Regions from separate parts of the Bos taurus genome. Here region 1 is linked to region 2. The links are chromatin contacts, called in public Hi-C maps. All regions are on one chromosome and are shown on one strand. The core of a region is the stretch at or near the end of the contact, and the rest is flanking DNA. Distances in the headings are between cores, read along the strand shown.

What was found. Hi-C and Micro-C count contacts between places; a contact is called where the count stands out from the background.
Region 1: a Hi-C map of an unstated tissue shows a contact between it and region 2, with 2.8 times the contacts expected there. The contact joins the promoter of MED13L here to the enhancer-like site in region 2. A contact is called at or near these places in 2 of 11 Hi-C or Micro-C datasets (liver and an unstated tissue).

What each region holds. Positions count from the first base shown.
Region 1 is chr17:58,609,162-58,614,947 of ARS-UCD2.0, reverse strand. It overlaps MED13L (mediator complex subunit 13L), which reads right to left and starts at 3,920. Exons shown (of 31, transcript NM_001369918.1): 1 at 3,743-3,920. The coding sequence starts at 3,814.
Region 2 is chr17:58,357,788-58,363,480 of ARS-UCD2.0, reverse strand. It overlaps a transcript of SPRING1 not described here. Among named protein-coding and RNA genes, the nearest start is that of SPRING1, 110 kb to the right of the region's middle. Within about 2 kb of position 3,535, at least 10 of the 102 cell types and tissues checked have an H3K27ac peak or open chromatin away from gene starts, as enhancers often do.

The DNA.
Region 1 (5,786 bases), core at 2,671-5,170, 250 kb before region 2:
TAGCAATTGGAGGTTAATACAGCAACTACTACCGGGTAAGCAATTATTGCTGTTAAAAATATATAAATATCATTAAACAAAATGAACCATCATGAAAAACAGACGCTTCACGTGTAAATACTAACACTGGAAACTCAGATAAAAAAATACTCTGTATCAAGTATTGGCATTTGAGAAAATTAATCATTCCTTCTTCCTCATTTTCAATTGATGGTCCTCCCCATCTGGTTCTAACTCAAAAGAACAAATCTCAAAGTTTCTACAACTATCTTCCCTCTCTGCAAAAAAATAAAAATAAATCTCAAGAAAAAAGAAAGCAGGTCAATGAGAGATTACTGTAAAATCTTCAAATATTGAATGAATGGTCCTTAATAGGAATTATGTACTAATGTGTATTTCAATTTAGGAAGGAAGAATTTGATACCATCCCCCAACTACCCCATAATTAGGAAGATTCTATGCAAATAAAACAATAAGAATGTGGGGCATACATAACTAAGAATTAAACTGCCCTGTGTCAAAGAGTATATATATATACTTTATGAAGGACATAAAACCACTTTTCTCTGTATCATCTTGAATAAGAAAACAGAAAGAAACAAAAGTAAAGATATACTTACATCAGGAAATTATAATATGTCTTTCCACAAGGGTGAGTTGACATCCCATACAGCATTTGTACACTCTCCAAAAGGGCAGATTTAACACACTTAACTGAATTATAACTGAGTGAATACATAACAAGAGTCTCCCGGAAATGTGATGGACAGCATGAGAAAACAGTTCTGAGTCACAAAGGCACAGTCAGGCAAGCATTTAATGCAGTAGCTACAAATCTCACAACTGCCAAGAATAACCCATATCATGTATGCACAATGGCATTTTTCACATGTTAGGAAAAGAAGCAGGGTTGACAAAGAATTTAGGAAATATGATGATGCCATGCAGTAGAATATCAGAAGACAAACTAAGTAAAGGACTAACAAAAATCTTTAAGGCATCTGACTGCCCAAATCAACTCCTGCTAAGCCAGGTGAACACCTTGAGGTAACAGAAAGTGGGTGGGTCGTTAATGTGGTACAGAACTTTATCAGCTCTAGCTTACATTTCAATCCACATTAATAAGAGTATTTAGGTAAATTCTCTATAAGCAATACTTTTCTCTGCTCAAAAAAACTACAGGTCAAAAAGAAAACTATATGCTAATATTATATACTAAGAGTTTTTATAATACATGCTTTATTTTGAACAGGTGATGATTTTATCTCCTTTGGAATTAATTATTCTATACAATGTATTTTAGGCAACATATTTTTGAAATTCCAGGTTGCTGCTGTATCTGATTTTCAAGAAAATGCTCAATTTGGAGCAAGAAAAATTTACAGTATCAGCAGCTCCTTAACGGATTTGTAATTTTTTAATAGCCAGCTATCCAACCTCCATCTATAAGAGAATACAGACATTCCACCGTCTTTCAAAAAAAAAAAAAAAAAAGCATTTCTGCATTTCAAAGTTGCTACCTAAAGAATAATTCTGTTTAAAAAAAAGTATACTCAAAAATCAATTCCTGGTTTAAGCACAAACCTTTAGAAAGTCAGAAAGCACAGAAGTATACAAATTGTTTCTCTCCTACAAATTGTACACTCTCCTACAAATAGTTTCTCCAAAACATTTAAACATCTTTAGAAACATTATAATTCTTACTTAAGCTTTAAAAAAAAAGGGATAAAAAAAGAAATGATATATACTAAAGACTGGCTACACATGTATTTTCATTCCTACATGAAAGGTACTGTATACAAAATAGCCACATATATACAAGACATTATCAGTCAGCATGATATATGGTAATTTGGGGGAATCTCTCCTCACTAACACTGATCTATTTGGTCATTTTAATTTCCTGATAAAGTGTCAATGCGGTCACCAGTCACCAAACAAAAACCATTTAAATACCCCTTAGTCAATGTCTGCTAACCTATGGAAGTCCCTGAGAATCTGAGTGATACTAAATGAGAGACTGAGAGAAGAAAAAAAGCAAGGGGAAGTTATCACAGGACTGAAAGGGAGAATCACAACTTGTAACTGAATTTTAAGATTAAATATCCAAAAAAAATGTGGGGAGGAAAAAAACTGACCTGCCATTACTACAGTAAAAGCACAGATACTATGTCACTCGGTCTCAGAAGGTAAAAATAGCTTGTCTTCATTTTTTTTAATCTGTATAATGAAATATATTTAATAAAGCTTCCATTTGAAAAGTTGGCAAGAATTTGTATTTCTCCACTAGTCTCTAAGGGAAAAAAAAAAAAGCATCTATGCTACCCATAATTAAATGTAACTAATTACAATTTGAACACTAAATTATGTATCCAGTGTAAACAAAGATTAAGAGGAAATAAAGCTCTATGTACAGGAGATGTTATGGAAAACAATTTCCAAAATGCATCTTCTCTAAAGGCAGTCCCCCAAAAAGGGTACACCACTTAAACAAAGTTAGGTTTTTTAAAGTCTAAATTAAACAAACCGTTCAGCCAATTTTCCAATTATATTCCACGCTTGAAACATAATTGCCTTACATCTGTTTACAAATCTTTGCTCAATATTTAAACAAATTCGTAGTCTCCCGGGCACATAGCTATACATACAGTTACTCATGCACAAAGCACATATTTAAAGACCACGCACTGCAATTATTAGTCTAAACGCCAGGTTTAACAACGTGAATGTTTTCAGAGCTAGGTAATACGACCCAATAAAAAAAAGCAAAGATGGCATTTACCACCAAATGTCACTGCCACCGCCAGGAAAGAGTTGCTGGAACCCTATACATTTTTAATTTCGATGAATCTAGACGCCGTCGTCGAATGCCAGGCTTCCAGGAGAACAATTGACACCCTAACTGCTTTAAGATTAAGGCAGGCGATTCAAATCCAAAGGAAAAGTTGTCAATTATTAGAGAGAGAGCGCGAGAGAGGCGAAGGCAGATAAAAGCGATGTTATCAAACCGCCCAGCTTGTTGCTTTGTGTGTGTGTGTGTGTGGATTCGTTGTGAGCAGAGAGAAAACAGTTTTTAAAAGACACAGGAGGAGAGAAAGAAAAAAAAGCTTTCTCCACCTTCCGTCGGCTCGGTGCAATGGCTTTAAGGCTCTCCAGCGTAGTAAGCCCCGAGAGGCAGGCGGCTGTCGATGTTTACAATCGCCGGAGCTTCGGGTGCAAGAGTCCTTTACTGACACAATCGCATTCAATCAACTGTTTTCGGGCGAAATTGCAGGTGTCATTATGGAATTTTTTAAAAAATTTAAAAGGCGGGCGGGCGGGCAGCCGATCCGACACAAGGGGGAAAAAAGCTGCTTATCGCAGGCGCGGGCAACACAAGGCAAAAGCCTTCCACATTTAGGAGGGGAAAAGAGGGGGAAAGGGAGGGGAAGGGGAGTGCGACTGCAACAGAGGGTGGGCGTTCGAAGTGCGACCCAGAATCCGCAGCTTTGAGACTTCCACATGCAAATTCCACGCCGAGCGCCGCGCTCACAAATGATTTTTAAAGAGCCAAATAAACACTGGATGGGATCCAAGGCGAGGGAGAGACGATCCAAAAGGGGGAGAATCGGCAAGAGAGAACGGCGGGGAGAGGCGAGGGAGGGGCGAAGTCCCGGCGGCGGGAGGAGAAAGTTGGTCGGCGGCGGAGGTCGACCCCCCCCACCCCACGGCACAGCCCCCTCCCCGCAGCCCGGCTACTCACCAGCGAGAAGAGGTTGGAGTGACAATCCTCCAGGCTCGCCCCGTTCGCCACCCAGTTCGCTGCCGCAGTCATGATCCTCCGCGAGCCCGGCCGCCAGAGCGGGGCATGTCGGAGCGAGGCGTCCGAGGCGAGGCCGGGCCGGGCGGCGGCGCCTCGCCGGGGAGCGTGGGGCGGCCCGGCCGCCGCCGCCGCCGGGGGAGGACGCGAGGGCCGGCGGGCGGGCGGGAGGCGCCGCGGCGACGCCGCGCCGGGGGCGGCGGGCCCGGGCCGGCGGGGGGGTCCGCGGCGGCCGCGCGGCTCCTTCCTGCTCGGGCGGCGGCGGCGGCTGCTCCCGCGGCGGCGGGGGGCGCTGTCCGCGCGGCCCGGCGCCCTCCCCGCCTCTCAGGGCCCCCGCTGCCTCCCGGGCCGGCGCTGCGGGCCGGCCGCCGCCTCCGCCTTCCCTGTTCCTCAGCCGCCGCCGCCGCTGCTGCCGCCGCCTTGTTTATCTCCAGCCACCGACTCCCCCTCAGCCCCCGCCGGCGCGTGAGGGGAGGCGAGCCCTGGAGTCGCCGCCGCCGCTTCGGAGCCGCCGCCGCCGCGGAGCGCGAACTCGCGAAGGGGGGGGTGCGGACGAAGCCAGCGGGCGACCCCGGCAGCCGAGCGACGTCCCCTCCTTCCTCTTCCTCCCCCACCCCCCCCTCCTCCCCAGTCAGCCTCGCTTCTCCTCCCTCCCCGGGCTCGCTCGCTCTGACAGCAATGGCGGCCGCCGACCGCGGCTCGGCCCGCCATTGGCTGGAGCCTTGTCACGTGACGGGCGCCGGCTGCTCGGGGGGGGAAATGGAGGGGGCGGGGGAGGGGCCGGAGCGGCGGCCGCGGCTGTTCGCTGGTGGCGCTGCTGAGCCGAGTGCGGCTGGATTCTCCGGCGGAGAGAGGGAGGGAGACGGAGACAGAGAGGGAGAGAAAGAAGTGCGGGCGGCGCGGCTCCGAGGCGGGCGGGCAGTCAGCCGCCGCGCCGGCCGCCCCGCGCCCCGCCCCCTCGGGTGCACGAATCTTTGCCGGGCGCGACCGCGAGCCCCGGGAACGCCCGTGGCCGTAGCTGTGGAGGGCTCGGGGCCCCTTGCCTGTGCCCTCGCTCGCCCCGGCCGACTGGGTGGCAGAGGCCCGCCATGGGCCAGACAGCAGATCCAAGTGCTTCGGAGTGTCTCCTTGAGGTGTCACTCCGTGGTCCGCGTTTTGCAGATGAGAAAACTGAAGCACAAAGAGCTTAAGACACTTACCCGAGGTCGCTCAGCTGGAAAGAGGAGGGGGTGGGATTCGAACCCCTGCGCTCAGGCACACAGCGAAGCGAAGCTCTTGCATTAAGATTTTAAAGCCTAGCCCAGGAAGTGCTTATTGTGTACCATGCACTATGCACTGAATCCAGAAATGCCTTTTAAGCCCTTACTCGTAGGCGCTGTGTGCATGCATGCATGCATTGCAGAAATGCTTTCTGACCTCTTGCTTTGTGCCAGGATATAAATATATGTGTTTTTTAAACTACCAGACACTTCTGGGGTGGATTTGGGGCAGACTTTCCCGCCTGGCTCCATTCAGTCAATAACCAACATTTCCCAAGCATAACAGCGTGGGAGTCCAGAGAAATAACAGTATGAGGAGGCTCTCTATCAGACCTCAGAGCTCATGCTCCCCGCGAAGGTGGGAAGGAGATAACTTCTTCATTAACAAGCCCGCAAACGTGGAAAAGCCAGGTGGATTGGATTAAAACAGGGACGAATGGAAAACAAGAAAGAAGCAATGTGATAAAAGGAGAACAGTATTAGATATATGAATTGAGCTTTGGAATTACCACAAATTACTGCTAAAGCAAAACTCAGGAGTAGCATGTTATAATGTGTATTATCATGACTGACACTACGGTATAACGAATGTACCTACATTATTTCACATAGTCCTCAGAACAACCGCATTAAGATACTGTTATTATCCTTAGACTGTAAGTCAAAGCTCAGAAGTGCAGTGACACCTCCAAGCTCTCCCGTTAGTGAGCGGCTCAAGCCCAGGTGTA
Region 2 (5,693 bases), core at 2,286-4,785:
GTGGAACATGCAAATCATTGTGTTAGAATTATCAGCAGAACTGCATTTTTCACTTTGTTTAAAGTGAGCTTGGATGGGGAGACACATGTGCACTCGTAGGTGATTTGTGCCAATGTATGGCAAAAACCACTACCATATTATAAAGAAATCATCCTCAAATTAAAATTAATTAATTATTTTTAATGATTATTTGCTAATAATGGCAATAACACCTACCTCTATGCACAACCATATTATCTACCTGTTTATTCCCCACCTCCACACCACCACAAGCTACAGGAGATCAGAGACCCGGGTTGTCCACTTCTTGCTGCTTCCCCTGCACCCAGCCCAGTGGGCTCCAGAACAACTTCCTGAATGAATGAATGAATGAGTGATAAATGATAACAGCAACCTTTTAGGGGCACCTACTCCAGGCAGGCACTGTCCATTATTTCACGTCCTCCTTCAGCTTCCCTTGAGGGAAGGGTGGTTGTCTTGGTTTTACAGAGATTAGAAAATTTGCCCCAAATCTCAGACTCTCTAAGGGGCAGAATCCAATTTCAAACCCAGCCTGTCGGACTCACATAAACTCCTCTTTAATACTAAGCACAAAATTGGCCACAGAGGGGTCGGGGGAGACCACCCACCCTTTTTGTCTTTCCTGAGATAAGAGGGTTTTCTTAAGGGCCTTGAAGACCAGAGTCTAAAACTCTACACTGCTCTGCTGAGCCTGGACCCAGCTTTGCAGCCCCACCCAGAAACCTCTGCTTAGGCCAGGGTTCCTGTCCCACTTCTGTGGCCTGGGAACTTGCGGGGAAAGGGCAATTAAATTAACGGGGTCACGGAAAGAGGAGGAGGGTGAGAAGCTGGTGGCCGAATCCAGAAAGACCAGATTTCAATTTGCATAATAATTTTGTTAGCAACAATAGGCATCCAGGACATCTATTTAAAGGCTGTAATGTTAATTTAATGGGAAAAAAGCTAATACAATTCCCCTAGAATTTTTCAATTAAATTAATGTGATGGGCTTTAATGGATAGCTTAAGTAAAGAGCGTGAATTGGAGAAATATTGCATAAATTATACATACACTTATATATATGCCGCCCATATATATAATCTCTCTGCTCTAAGGTTCTGACATATTGAGAGGCCCTATGCTTAAATCTGGCAACCAGTTATAACTCTATTTCAATTAAAGTGACCCTTTTATTATCCAGAGAAGGGGAGGGTTTCTTCCTGTGGGGTTTCTTCAAACCCCTACCCTTCAACAACACACCAGGAGACTACAGTCTTAAAGAAACAGAGGATTCACTGAACGATAGGCCGTGACAGGAGAGTGCACAAAAAGTCGATGATAATGAGACATCTCGCAACATAAAAGCCTCTTCCTCGATCCCTGCTCCCTAAAGACATCTAACGGGAGAGCAAATAAAATGGACTGAGTTTCAAGAACCACTTTACTTTCTTGAGCATGAATTTATTCACACGTCTCATTCAGTGAGTGCGAACTGAACAGCCAGTAAACTCTGGATACCGTTGTGGACGCTTCCGGGAATGTCAGAGTGAGCGATCAGACGTGATCCCTGCCTCGCAAAAACATCCAGGCTGTGTTCAGTTATGCTCTTCATGCTTCTGTATTGTCACTTGTTAAAGATGATGATATTAAAAGACGCTTACTCCTTGGAAGGAAAGTTATGACCAACCTAGACAGCATATTAAAAAGCAGAGACGTTACTTTGCCAACAAAGGTCCGTCTAGTCAAGGCTATGATTTTTCCAGTAGTCACGTATGGATGTGAGAGTTGGACTGTGAAGAAAGCTGAGCACCAAAGAATTGATGCTTTTGAACTGTGGTGTTGGAGAAGACTCTTGAGAGTCCCTTGGACTTCAAGGAGATCCAACCAGTCCATCCTAAAGGAGATCAGTTCTGAGTGTTCATTGGAAGGACTGATGTTGAAGCTGAAACTCCAATACTTTGGCCACCTGATGCGAAGAACTGACTCATCTGAAAAGACCCTGATGCTTGGAAAGATTGAAGGCCGGAGGACCCTTCTCCTGCCTCATGACAAAGGACCCTCCTGACAGAGGATGAGATGGTTGAATGGCATCACCGACTCAGTGGACATGAGTTGGGTGAACTCTGGGAGTTGGTGATGGACAGGGAAGCCTGGAGTGCTGTGGTCCATGGGGTTGCAAAGAGCTGGACATGACTGAGTGACTGAACTGAACTGAAAGATGATGACTGCAGGAGCCACAGGTCGCTGTCCAAGATGGTCCCCAATAACCTCACCACCTTGTTTTCTTACCTTTGTGTGGGACTCTCCCTCACTGAAGAGTGGAGCCAGTAGGATATGCAGAAATGGAGGAGGTGATTGCTAAGCCAAGATCATAAAGGATATCGCAGCCTCCTCTTTCTTCTCTGTCTCTCTCCCTCTCTCAGCTCATTTGCTCTGAGGGAAGCCGGCCACCAGGTTGTGAGGATGCTCAAGCAGCCCGAGGGGGAGGCCTATCTGGGGGAGGGACTGAGACCCCTTGCATCATCTTGCCAACAGCCATGTGAGTGAGTCACTTGGAGCAGATCCTTCAGCCCCAGCCAAGCCATCAGATGAGACAGCAGTCCCAGCTTCCATCTCACCCTCTTGAGAGATCAGGAGTCAGAACAACTTTGCTAATCATCCTTGGGTTTCTGACCTGCAGAAACTGCACAAGATGAAAATGTTTATCGTTGCTTTAAGCGTCTAAGTGTCGGAATAATCTGTAATGCCCCAATAAATAGCAGACACAAGTCTCCCCATTCAGCTAGCCTTGGGTGAAATCACAATGGAGGCAAAGTTGGTCCTCTCTTCAGGGTCCACACCGGCTTCCATTCGCCTTTCCCATTCCCTTTACCAAGGTCACATTCTCTGCTCCTTTGCTTAAGCTCTGACCTGATGCACAGGCTCAAAGCCTAACTGACCATTCTCAAGGGTATTGTCATTGTAATTAAAGTCTTTCGAAAAATCAAAAAGGATTTCAGATACTAAGAAACAAAGGTCTCCAGGTGAAATCTCAGGAAACTGAGGAGCTGTTAGGTACTGGGAGCACTTAGAGATCCTTACCTCACTTCTCCCAGGGGCCCATGCTTGTTACTCAGTTTCAGCAGCCAAAACAGAAAGGGCTCACAAGTGCTAACACTGACTCATTTCCAGTTTTTAGCATCAGTCTTTGTTTCCGTGGGCAACTTTTCTCCCTCACAGACTATGAGTTCATGAATTGCTGATACAAAAGATAAATAGCTAAGTGAGGTTTATATTGATTCAACTCCAGAATGGACCAGCAGTGAAGCCCTGGCTGTATCAGTCCACAGAGGTAGCTGTGAACTTGCAGGGAGCCCCAGACTGAGTCTTGGCTCGTGCATGAACACGAGTGAGTCCAAGCATCTCTCCGAGCCCATTTTCTCTTTCGTAAAGTGGGGATATTAATAGCTGTCTCACGAAGGTAGGAGGGAGCTTGGCACGTAGGAAGAGCTGAATGCACACTGCTCTTGTACAGCACCCTGCAGAGAGCGCGGCAGAGGCAGCAGGAAATAGCCTTTCTGCTCAGCATCCAGCAAACTATCTCACTGAGCCTCACAAGAGCTGACACCTAAGGGAGAGGGCAGGTCTGCTGTGTCTGATGGTCAGTGCTCTCTGACTGGCAAGCCGGACTCCAGGGGGCTGCCCAGCTACCAGCAGCTCTGCTGCCCGCCCGTGCAGGTGGGCCCTCTGGGCTGTTTCCCAAGGGGGTTTCCCTCTGAGACAGACTGCTGAGTTGGCCCCTTTCCCAGGAGGCATGAGGGCAACATCAAGGGGAGTAGGGAAGCCAGAGCTCCACAGGGTGGAGTGCAACGCCCTCCCTGTTGGGACTGACTCCCATCTGAAGTGGAGGCAGGCTGAATCTTTAAGGGCAGCACATTTAGGAAAGTCATGTAGGGGTTGGGAGGGCTGTGTCTAGAGCATACCACCCATAGGATGCCCCAAGCACCCAGATGCTTGGGTCCTTCTCCTGGTTTGTACAAACCAAGGTAAGAGAGCTGCTGCTCCACAGAGTCAGAAAGATGTGACTTGAGGGTTACCCCAGCCGTCTCCGCCACTGTGTGGATAAAGTCTGTCTGCAGGAAGAGAGAGCAGGGCACACAGTTCCTACTTCTCAACCATTTCCTTCCCTTTTTGAGCAGACAGCTGGGTCCTTGTCCTCTGCAGCATGGTTCATCACTGTCCGTGAATGATCAATAGTAGAATCCAAACAAAATTCACTAGGGAAATGAGTACTGACATCCTGTCTTATAAGTGAAAGTAGGCAGGTTGTGTTACAGAAATCAGGCAGCCAATGAGAGAATCAAGGACTTTGTTGTCCTTGATAGGAGATGCTCTTTGCAGCGGAGGCTGTGATGGAGTGATGATCCTGATAGTATCTGTTGACTCTCCCCCACATCCCTGCATCCATACATCAGCTTGTTCACCTATCCATTCATCCATTCATGCATCCACCCATTCATCAATGCACCAACCAATTGATCCATCTATTCATCCATCCACCCGTCTATTCTTCTATCCACCTACCTATCCGTGTGTCTATCCATCCATGTATCCATCCACCCACGTATCCATCAATCCATCATTCATTCAATCATTCACTCATTCACTTGGCAAGAGTTTATGGAGTACCTAGGACATCCGTGGCCCTATGGGATTCCCCATTCAATGCGCACTTAACTGAGAGCCTACTCTATGCCTGCTGTGCTACCTGCTGGTCTGTGGAAGGGAATATGCCAGGGACCTCCAAGGAGTTTACAGTCTGGTTATGGGTGGGGGATAAAAAAGTAAACACCTGTTAGAGTGAAAGGAGTCTAGAGAAACACAGAGGAGACCAAATCGTCTGTGATTCAAACTGGCCCACAGCAGTGACGATGGGGCTGCCCAGAGCCTCTCAGTGTCCGCCTGAGCACCCCTGAAAGTAATGGTGCATCTGCTGAAGAGCTGGTGAGGGGCAGCAGAGATAACTCGCCACTGTTCCACCTGACCAGCACCTTTAGGGAGAATAATAAGTGCTCTTCCATTGTCAGCCACGTGGTTCAGGCAGACCTGACCTCACTCATCTGCTCCAGGTCTGGCCAAGCAGAGAACCAAATACTTCTGGCTGGAGGAATGAGTTCTGGGGTGTGGGCAGCAAACCTTCCTTGAAACCTTGGTAGGAACCTGGGGAAAGGGAAGACTCTTTCTAATTCTAATGGGCCTGGAGTGGCCAGAACCCAGGCTTCCCACCACAGAGCAAGTGTGTCTGAGGATGATGCCAACACAAGGGAAGCAAGACCCAGAGGAGGAGAGAGGGAGGGGGCGTTGTTTGGGCTCCTGGATCCAGCCCTGCCTCCTCTGATACGTGAGCCAATAAATCCCTCTTATGGCTTCAAACAGCCTACTGTGGTTTCTGTCACAACCTAGAGTTCCAGACAACACACTTGGCAACATTCAGAAATAAGACCCACGGCCATAACTGCTCCATCAGGCAACTTTCTCTGCATATTGGGAGATAGAGTAGTGGAATGGCGGGTGGGCGGATGGGCAGGTGGACGAGCTGATGAACTGAGGAATGCTGTCTTGTTCCCTGGTCAGTCGGAAACTCTTATACCGAGAGCAGCTTCTGTCAAGGACATGTAGGGTTCACCGACTCTCTCCTCAGGGGGAGAGGTGAC